Linked DNA regions of Mus musculus: region 1 is linked to region 2. A link is a contact called in public Hi-C data. All regions are on one chromosome and are shown on one strand. Each heading gives the region's core, a stretch centred on a gene start, on an enhancer-like site or on the middle of the called end of the contact. The rest is flanking DNA. Distances are from core to core; before and after follow the strand shown.

Evidence for each region. Hi-C and Micro-C count contacts between places; a contact is called where the count stands out from the background.
Region 1: a Hi-C map of embryonic stem cells shows a contact between it and region 2, with 1.5 times the contacts expected there. The contact joins the enhancer-like site here to the promoter of Klrb1f in region 2. A contact is called at or near these places in 1 of 39 promoter capture datasets (pre-B cells), 2 of 15 datasets of contacts at CTCF or cohesin (CD8 T cells and pro-B cells), 14 of 484 Hi-C or Micro-C datasets (the AML12 cell line, B cells, CD4 T cells and 11 more), 6 of 115 datasets of contacts at active chromatin or transcription factors (the HPC-7 cell line, bone marrow-derived dendritic cells, embryonic stem cells and 2 more) and 2 of 9 other capture datasets (embryonic stem cells and liver).

Annotation. Positions count from the first base shown.
Region 1 is chr6:129,083,592-129,088,964 of GRCm38.p6, forward strand. No RefSeq gene overlaps it. Among named protein-coding and RNA genes, the nearest start is that of Clec2e, 15 kb to the right of the region's middle. Within about 2 kb of position 2,955, at least 4 of the 459 cell types and tissues checked have an H3K27ac peak or open chromatin away from gene starts, as enhancers often do. A contact at or near this core is called in embryonic stem cells, where this site is marked.
Region 2 is chr6:129,043,142-129,048,185 of GRCm38.p6, forward strand. It overlaps Klrb1f (killer cell lectin-like receptor subfamily B member 1F), which reads left to right and starts at 2,760. Exons shown (of 6, transcript NM_153094.2): 1 at 2,760-2,891. The coding sequence starts at 2,807.

The DNA of each region.
Region 1 (5,373 bases), core at 1,705-4,204, 41 kb after region 2:
TTATTTGATTAGCAGTTACAGTTATAATACCATGAGGGGAAGCAGCCATAATTTTAATTTCTCCTTCATAATCATTATCTATAACACCTGGATAAATCTGCAGAACTTTTACAATAGAACTGATTCACACTAAAAGAAATCCCCAAGTTTCTGCAGGTAGAAAGGTCCAAAAACTCCTGTAGGCAGAGTTTGAACTCCCATTTCTGGGGTTAATACTGTGTGGGTGGTGGAACTGAGGTCCAATCCGGCACTTCCTGGGGTTGCCCTGATAAGTTCAAAAAACGGATTTCCTTGGCCGGGCATCAGCTTCACGGCGTAATAAGCTGCGTGCTGTGGGCGTTTTGGGGCCTGAGGCTGGCCACTCTGCTCATTTCCTGATACGGGATGGCCCTGAATATCTGTCTTAGATTTACATTCCCCAACCCAGTGGTTACCCTTCCTTCATAGAAGGTTGAACCATTCTATTTTGGGTATTTAAAGTAGTTACTTAGCGCATGTAAATTTAATGTTAACACTTATGCACTGAAAGGCTTCTGTCATCTTTCTGTGTTTTCCTGTTCATAAATCTGAGGCATATTCCCAACCTTCAAAAAGTTAGGAAACATATTTCCATAAATTTCACCTTAAACCATGATGCAACATTAATCCCAGGAGTCTATTTCTATTCTTCTCAGAGAGAGTGGGCATCTGTGCATTAAAAGATGTAACCTCCCCACTAAGCTGAAGCTGGCTAAACCAGACCTCGACTTTGCTGCCACTAAGGAGATTACCTAGGGTGGAGCCTGCCTCCCTAAATCACAATTGAAAGTGCAATTAATCTCTGCCCATGTTACATGAATACTGACTATAACAGTCAAGTATTTGATATGTTTTCTCAACAAATTATTAATTCTCAAGGACAAGGTTTTGTGGAAACTTAAAACTTTAGCTTCTTAAAAGTCAAAGAAGGGGGGAATTATATTCCCTTGCATATTATTTAGTGTATTCCTGTGCACATTATTTAAATCATACTTTTATTTTAGAATTTTGAAATTTGGATGTCAAAGAACTTAATAAATGCCTTATAGTATCTTAAAAGGATCTACTTATTGGCATATGTCTTGATCCTGAACAGCCACCTTATTTGGAAAGGGAAAAGCATAGGTTCTCTCCACAGAATGCTGCAGAAGCATGATGGCTAATTCGTGTGACAAGATGACCGGTGAGTTTGCTCAGTGCCCTGACTGTAGTGACAAGGAAGCTGAATTGGGTACATGTTTTCGACCCATCCTTGCTTGCCATTTTTCCAGTTTGGACAAGCGAAGCGGCCTTGCTTCAAGCTTTTTAACCTTATGGTAAAAAGAACATCAGAGACTGTGTAATCTGACTTAGAAAGATTAGTCCTATAAAAAGAGTTATAGTGATTATTCTCTTTCCCTCACGTGACCAGTTATTCTAACTCAATCTTGGACTGGTCTAGTAATAATTCCAGTATTAGAGAATCCCAGGGAAGTTAGCTAAATATTCTTAATTACCTAACAAACTTAAATTGGAGCACAGCCTCCTCTCCCAGAAAGATTGCAGACTTTCTGCAATTCTCAAAGCCAACACCCCCACACCAGGAGCTCTAAGTCTAAGCTTGGTCGTTGCTAATTTGCAATTGAATGGAGTACCTGGACTTCCCCAAAAGAAGCTTTTGTACTGTTGCCTTTCACTGTCTCAACTTTGTTTTCCAAGCAGGTCAGTCAGCGCCCTTCAGCCTGACTGCAGCAGGCGTGCATCCCCGACTCCAACAGCGCAGGTGGAAGTTATTAATCTTCATTCAAGAAGCATTCTAAGTACATATTGTGGCTTTTGGTCTGATCTGGAAGTAAGGTTTGCTATGAGGGCCAGACAGTCTAAGACGGACACCCAGATTTTGGAGTCATATCAATCTAGACAGAGGTACATGCCAAGAGGCCGTGGCTCATTAGTAATATACCACAGAGCCATGTAAAGAATTGGAGGCAAAGGTTAATGTCTTAGAAGTAGTAGTCTTAACAATAGGGCAGGACATAGCATATATTAATGCTAGAAAGTCAGAAATTTCAGATATTAGCAATAGTCACTTGGACACTTGGGACATTGTTGAATTGGCCAGAGATTTAAAAGATAACCTAAGTGCATTGAATCCCCTGGATTGGGTTCAATATATATTCCTACTTGCTATTATTATTGGCATTATTTTATTAGTAAATTGTTGTTTCCACTCATCTTTAGAACACTCCTGAGATCTGTAGCTACAACGAGGCGGGACATTCCGGAACTTCAGCAGAAATATAAGAAAGAGAGAGAATGCTATGCACACTACAGTGAAGTTTGCTTGGCAGGCCGAGAGGCCTGGGAGCACTCACGAGGCAAAGAGTTTCATGGAAACTCACCTCCTGGAACTTTGGCGTTCTCATAAACCGTATATTCTTACCCTATCCCTGAATTAGTCTGGTGTATGGATCCACGTGCTCTCTTTTAGTATTATCTTATTATAAGTGCCTTTTATGATTGAATTCTGACATAGCTAAGCCTTCACCAGTGTTCCAAAGTCCTAGAAAGACCTTGTAGCTGACAAACTTGGAATTCAGTAGGAATTCAGAAAGGAAGTTACCTATTCAGTAACTAATTAAGCATTACAAAAGATCGGAGCCAGTAGCTCAGGGCTGGTCTGCAAAGTGTTTACTAAGGACAGTAGCCAGTCTTACCCAAACAAGGGTTTACCATGAGAAAAGTTAGGGAATCCCACTGAGACAGGTTTCTTCTCTAGACCCAAAGTAATCAGGCAGAACTATAGAGCATAAATAAATTTTATGCCTCAGTCCAGCTTTTTTTAAAAATATTAATAACAGGGAGGAAATTGTAACCTCCCTGCTAACGTGATGCTGGCTAAACCAGACCTCAGCTTTGCTGCCACTAAGGAGATTACCTAAGGTGGAGCCTGTCTCCCTAAATCACTCTATTGTTCAGCCACAGTCACTGCTACCTGCTGGGAGTCTGCCTTGCTATTCCGGAGACTACACCCTATCCTGCATGTGGTCACCTGCAGCTGGGCTCCAAGGATAAATTGGCAGGAATGGGCCTCCCCGCCTCCTTTATAAAGTGCGTCTGCCATTAAACATTTGAACCTTAAGCAGACTAGCATGTCTTGGTTCCATTATTTCTCGACCCGCCTAGGTTCCCTCTTTTCTTTCAGCTCCAGTTTGCCTCCCAGGCTCAAACCTGGACATGAGAGCTGCAGGCCGGCCCCAACAAAAAGACAAGTGCATCATGTTCAGCTTAGAGAACCAGTAGTTCACTGAGGTTGCTCAAGGCGTGGGTAATGGAAATGCCCTTGGGTCCATCCATTACAGAAAAGTCCTTGACACTAATGTGGATAGTTTCTCACAAAACTGTGTTGAAAAATACAAAAATAATAAAATGTCATGAAATTATCCCCGCAGATTACGTCTGTCTTACTGCCCTTGGACCGTCTGCTTTGACAATCTGACATGGTAGAGAGACTAGATGAATGTGGATCATAAAGGATAGTGTATTAATGAGGTAAAACCCACAAGTTTGGAGCAAAAGCAGACCACATTCAACATGACCCTTGAAGCCTCACATTGCTTTAATTCATACATACATAGTTACAAGAGCAATGTTCCCTAATACCCTAATATTGTATGCAGGCTACCTTGCATAAAAAGAACTTTTCAGATGTGATTTAAAGACATTGAAATGGAGAGGTATTTCTTAAACAACTAGATAGCCTGACTTAATCATAGGGTGCTTCAATAGAGAAGAGAGGGCAGTAGAGAAAAAACTTAAAGATGCTACACTGTTGGCTTTTACGATGGAGGAAGGAACCCTTGCCATGGAAAGCAGGTGGCCTCTAGAGACTGTTAGGCCAAGGAAGAATTTGCCCTTAACTATCCAAAAGGAACATGGTCCTATTGTAAATTTTAGTCCAATGAGATCTCTTTTGAACCTCTGGCCTTCAAAACTGAATAATAGATCAATGCTGCTCTTGTTTAAAACTTTTATATATACATTTTTATTTATTTATTTTATTGTATATTAGTGTTTGCACGCACTCACACACACACACACACAGCATGTGCATACCTGGTGCCTGCAGAGGTTAAAACAGGGCACTGGATCCCCTGGGAGTTGAGTTGAGTTAGGGAAGGTTATGGCCCACCATGGTGTGTTAGGAATCAAACCCAAGTCCTCTGCAAGAGCAGTCAGTGCTTTCTTTTAACTGCTGTGCCATCCCTCCAGCTGCTCAGTGGGATTTTGCTTTTACACTAACATAAAACTGGGATTAATTTGCTGTTCTCCTTTTTCTTTTTGAGACAGGATCTCTCCATGTAGCTGCTCTGGAACTTGCTTTGTAGACCAGGCTAGCCTCAAACTCACAGAGATATTTATTCTTCTGCCAATTGTTTACTGAGGTTAAAGAAGTGTACCACTATACCAAGCCTATAAAACTTTTATAATATGGTTTTGCCTATCTCCTGGAATTTATCCAATAACTTCATCTAAATAATACAGGCCACAGGAGACACTAACCATGAAGTCTCTGGGTGCCAGGGGCTCACTGCCACTTTCCTTTATAACAGAAGTACATGTTCTGTTTGTCACAAGCTATGAGAACAGCAAAATTCAAATGTCATTTCATTCAACTAATTGTGAATTCCAGTGAATATGAGAAGATTTTTTGAACAGCTGTCACCTGTAGATGGCGGCAGTGTCACCTACAACAGCAAGTGAAAACACTTTTATCTCCATGATGAATTATTGAAAGACTAAGATAGTAAGCATGTACTGAGCATGGTGAGACATGTTCACAGATAAGCCTACCAGTATTATAGTTGTCCATTGAGCTATTTTACACACTACAAAGCTCTGTGATAGCTGCTGACTTGTCCAGCAGGTCCAGTTATTTGAGGGTCTTGAGGGGACCTTCTCCTAAGAACCAAATGGAGGGAGGGAGAGACGGACACCAAGTGCAGGAACGACACGGCGGAAGCAGTCTGAGTAGCATCAAGGTGTCACTGTATTCAGCATGGCTCAAGGCTTAAATGCACAAGCAAAAGGGGAAGTACGTCTCAGCAGGAGGAATGGGGAAGCAGAAATGCACAAGCAAAGGAGGAAGTACTTCTCAGCAGGAGGAATGGGGCAGCATAAATGCACAAGCAAAGGAGGAAGTACTTCTCAGCAGGATGGGTGGGGCAGTGGAAATTTTTCTTTTGGCAGCTACATGGGGAAGCAGAAACTTGGTGGTATCAGGGTGTGGTCAGGACATCTGGCGCTGACTTAGGGCTGGAACATTCTGTGGTTGTTCTCAGAAGGGTGCGTCAGTAGCGCGCTTTTGACCCCCTT
Region 2 (5,044 bases), core at 1,510-4,009:
TTCAGATCAGTGGTTAATGTTTTGTTTTGTTTTGTTTTGTTTTGTTTTTCTTTCTATTACCTGGTCTCTCTCAACTGTTCTCACACTTTCATTGTGAGGCCTTGAGCTTCCAGGTCCCTCATTTCATTTCTAGATGTCAAGAAGCTTCCTTGGATATACCTCTTAAACCTACAATCCTTAGTCCAATGGTATCCCTTGCCACACCTGCCAACCCTGGGAAAACAAAAACATTCTTTTCAAAAACCCATTCTTGTAAGAGATGGCTTGTACACCTCTCTGGTGGAAGGTACCATATTTTTCACAGTTAATGCACTTGACATTTTGATCTCTGAGGCTTTTAGCAACATGGCCACAATTTTTTTGGAAATGATTGAACTTCTCAATTGAAACACTGGACATTGTTTTTCCTTTTTCTTTTTTTTTTCTTTTTTCTTTTTTAATTGGATTGTGTCCTTCCCCAGCCTTGAGCAGGCTGAGCAGACCTTGATGTGCTTAAGGACCCAGGTGGAGTCATCTGCCTTGCTGTACCTGCAGCTTCCTACTGGAATTTAGAAGAATAAACTGCCTGCTGAGCTTGCTTTGCAACATAATCCAGCTGAAACAAAGAATGGGTCTGTGGGCTTTCCCTATATACAGTGCTGAATATTAACCTTGGAGTCTTGATCAGAACCTTGTCTTGACTTCATCCTTCTCTCCTCCCCACTCCTTGTCCTTTTCATTCCCAGCCCCCCTTTCAGGTAAACCCAGTTCTCCATGGCTGCTGGACGGCTACATTGGATATTTTCTTTATTTACATTTCAATTGCTTTCCCCTTTTCAGGTCTCCCTTTTGGGAACCCCCTGTCCCATCCCCCCTTCCCCTGCATCTATGAGGGTATTCCCCCACCCACTCACCCATTCTCATCTTCCTGCCCTGGCATTCTCCTACACTGGGCATTGAACAACCTCAGGCCCAAGGACTGCACTTCCCACTGACGTCCAATAACGCCATCCTCTGCTACATATTCGGCTGGAGCCATAGCTCTCTCCATGTGTACTCTTTGGTTGGTGGTCCAGTCCACAGGAGCCAGCGGAGGGAATCTCACCAGTTGACACTGTTGCTCCCTGCAAGGGGCTGCAAAACCCCTCAGCTCCTTCAGCCTCTTCTCCAACTCCTCCATCGAGGACTACGCACTCAGTCCAATAGTTGGGTATAAGCATCTGCCTCTATTTGTCAGGCTCTGGCAGAGCCTCTCAGGAGATAGCCAGCACTTCCCAGCATCCATAATGGCGTCTGGGGAGCAAAGAGCTCTTGTAGCTTCCTGGTGAGCTATTCTGCTCATGGCACCCATTGCTTTGAGTTTTGAGCCTGAAGCAATGATCTTAACTCATGGTTGCCACTTACTGGCTCATATTTTCACCTTCTTTCATAAAATTATTTGTTTATCATGTTCCTTTTTCACATTTAAGAGTACTATTACTTATGTTTACTCTGTTGTTTTATACATCCTAAGTTCCATTATTAATTTGGAAGGGTTTGATACAAAAAGAGGTTTCTAGTTAAAAGCTTGTGTTTATTTCTTCTTGAAATACTCAGTAGACCATTTACTATTGCCATACTCTAAAACCCTGGATAACTTACAATCACCCAACACTTGACTTTAATTCAATATCTTCTTATATGTATGTAATATCACATCACAATCTCTTTCACCCATGCTCTATCTGCATGCCTCTCTCTCTGTCTCTCTCTTCATATGTTTTACTATGACAAGATCAAGGTAATTCTGATAAATATATATATATGTATATATATATATATATATATATATATATATATATATATATATACATATATACATATATATATATTTATCTGACAATCAACTAATGTAAGGACATCATTAGCCCATTAACTAAATTCTCCAGGAGTGCATTGTCAGGATGATTTTCTTTTTATCTGTGTAACAGTGGCTACATTACTGTGCAGTAGCAGTAGCTGGTGATACTCCTGATATTTACCAGCAAGTGCTCAGTTTGCTTCACACTCACATGGACAAATGATTCTTGTCTGTGGTTGTTCTTGTTCCCGTTAGTTTACACTTTGTAGCATAGAGGTGTTTGTAAGCATGTATACCACAAACCATAATACCCCAGTCTCCTATCCTGAGCAGAGCTATTGTGAATTCCTAGTAGACACAGATAGCTTCAGAACTTACACCTTGGAAAAATCTTGCACATTTGCTCAAATCTTCAGTTAAGATGAATCATAAGGCAGAGTCCTGTGCCTGGTATTGAGCATAATGACTGTCAACACACAGTGACAGCTGAGGACATTTCACTGCATCTCAAGTAAGCTGTGAGACCCCTCACACAGGCTTCTGCTCATGTTGTAGTCATCATGGTCATGGGAAATGAGTGTGAGTCCCAAGTTGTCTGTACACACCCCCTGTCTCCTAGAACTCACAGCCAGCAGACTGCTGCCATTACCAGGTAATTGTGAACACCTGGTCAAATTCCACTCTGACCACAGAAAGCATCTTTAAGGAAATCCTTGCTTTCCTTCTTTTTCACTTGTGATAGTTAAAGAAGGAAATAAAACCATCCAGAGTAGATCATGTGTTGTATCTTCTGTTTCAAAGATAAAATTATTTAATCGGTGTGGGCATAATGGAAACCAAGTTCAGTAACTACAGAGAAACCCTCAGTTGCAAGTGTGGGCGGGTGTGGACACAGACAGCAGTGTCCACAGAAGACTTCCTTTTGTTAATTTTGCTTCTCAGAACTTAGAATTTGTCACTGTTCACAGTTCCCATCTCCTGTCTACAATGGACACATCAAAGGTCCATGGCAATGTAAAGCCATTTAGGTGTCCAGGGTATAAGCAAGCATCTTCTCCATCTTTCTCCCCAGGTAAGTGGCTTTATTTATTCTTTTGGAATGTGCATATAGCCTAGATATAAGCCTCCCCCATTATTTTAGAGTTGTAAGCAATTGCTTTGGAATAGTGAGATGACTTATTAGGTAAAAGTACTTGCTGCACAAACCTGACAACTGGAGCAAAAGTAGGGGAGATGGCTTGTTGAAATGGAAGTAAGAGCACTGAGAATTCCAACTGCTTTTGCTGGAAAGAGAATCACTTCTTGAAGTTGTTCTCTGATCTCTACACCTACTATAGTATGCAAACATGAGCAGTCACATAGACTCTCTCTCTCGCACACACACACACACACACACACACACACACACACACACACACACTCACACTCCTATATCCCACACCTGCAATTATACAAAATGGACACACACCTACAGTCACAAACACACACTTATACACACATACACACCTGCAGTCACACAGACACACATTTATCACACACCTGCAATCACAGACACACATCTGTACTATCAAACACATACACTCTCTGTCTCTGCCTCCCTCTGTCTCTCTGTTTCTGTTTTTGTCTCTGTCTCTGTCTCCGTCTCTCTCCCTCTTTCTCTCTCCCCTTTTCTCTCTCTCTCTCTCTCTCTTTCTCTCTCTCTCCTCTCTCTCCTCTCTCTTCTCTCTCTCTCTCTCTCTCTCTCTCTCTCTCTCTCTCTCTCTCACACACACACACACACACTAGCTAGAAACCTGTTGCTTTTAACCAGTGGTTCTTCTGTTGATGTTGATAGTGTAGGACAGCTTGCCTGTAGCTATCTATAGATTCAGAGAGAAAAACTCACATGTTGCTTTTTATTCAAGTAACCTTTATGCACAGGGCTTCTTCTACTCAGCCTTAGTTAAAAACACCCTGAAGAAATAATGTTTTGCAAATATGAGCATGAGAATGTTATTAGAGATACTGCAAACTTGCTGTAATAGGTTGCCCATTCCAGATCGTGGTACACAACAGACTCTCTGGCTCAACTCCACTGCAGTTGCACTTCTAGCATTTAGCATTAGGGAAAAATCAGCCCTCTTTTCTGCCAGTTTAGAAATCTTAGGGAAACAATGTGCAAGACTGAGGTAGTACTCAAAAGTATCTAACAGGACATGAGGATGTATGAAAAGGGACCAGAAACTGAGGTAGAAAATGTGTCAAATTGTCCTGAGATAGCACTGAACTCTGTGACCCAACTGGACTTACTAATATTAATAACACTGCACCATTTCAATTTGTGAAATTCCTATATTGTAAAAACTATGTGATTATCAATATTAAAGATTTTGGTTAGGAACCATCATAAGAGGTAAAATCAGGAAAGCATCTTAGAATCATTATATCAGCTTCATCTTCATGTCAGAGTCAAGAGTAAGTGGAGGCTTTTACAGTGCTAGGATGTTCCCAGTGAGCCAGCGTGATAGAAAGAAGCATGTTTCCTTCTGCTGTGTTCCTGCTTAGCAAAAGTAGGGGAGGGGCTTGTTGAAATGGAAGTAAGAAAGTGCAGGTTGAGAAAGATAATGTGATTTCCTCAGCACTACTATCTCAAATCAAGAGACTAGGAAATTTGTCTACCCTCATTGTAATTATTTTCCTACAGACATCAGCTTGAATGTGAACCTGAAGGACAAAATTAGTACCAGCAAGGCATATGACCCAGTAGTGAAGGAACGGAACCAACCTGCGCCCATTAACTAGGTTCAAACTGTGGGAAATTCATAGCATAAGGATTAGAACTCTCAGTAAACAAACACAGAAAGAGGAACATGAACAGTTACCTACTTTGTGACCAAATAACAGAAAGTTTTCTTTGATGGTAGAATGGATAGAATATATACAGAGCTCATTCATTCATTCATTCATTCATTCATCCATTCATTCATTCAGTTATAACCACCCTGCTATGTGTCAGTGTTTTTCAAAATAATATCCAGGTTTAAACAAATGTGAACATCTTTTCCTTATAGGGTTTCTATGAATGTATATATGTGCAATCATTAAACACCTGCCCCACAAATCCCCCTTTTGTTTTTATAAAAAAGGGGGGGCTCACTGGTGTGCCTGTGTCATTTGTGATGAAAATTTAGGGTGGGGTGGAAGTATCAGAAGAAAACATACAGCCTAGAGAAGTAGCACAACAAA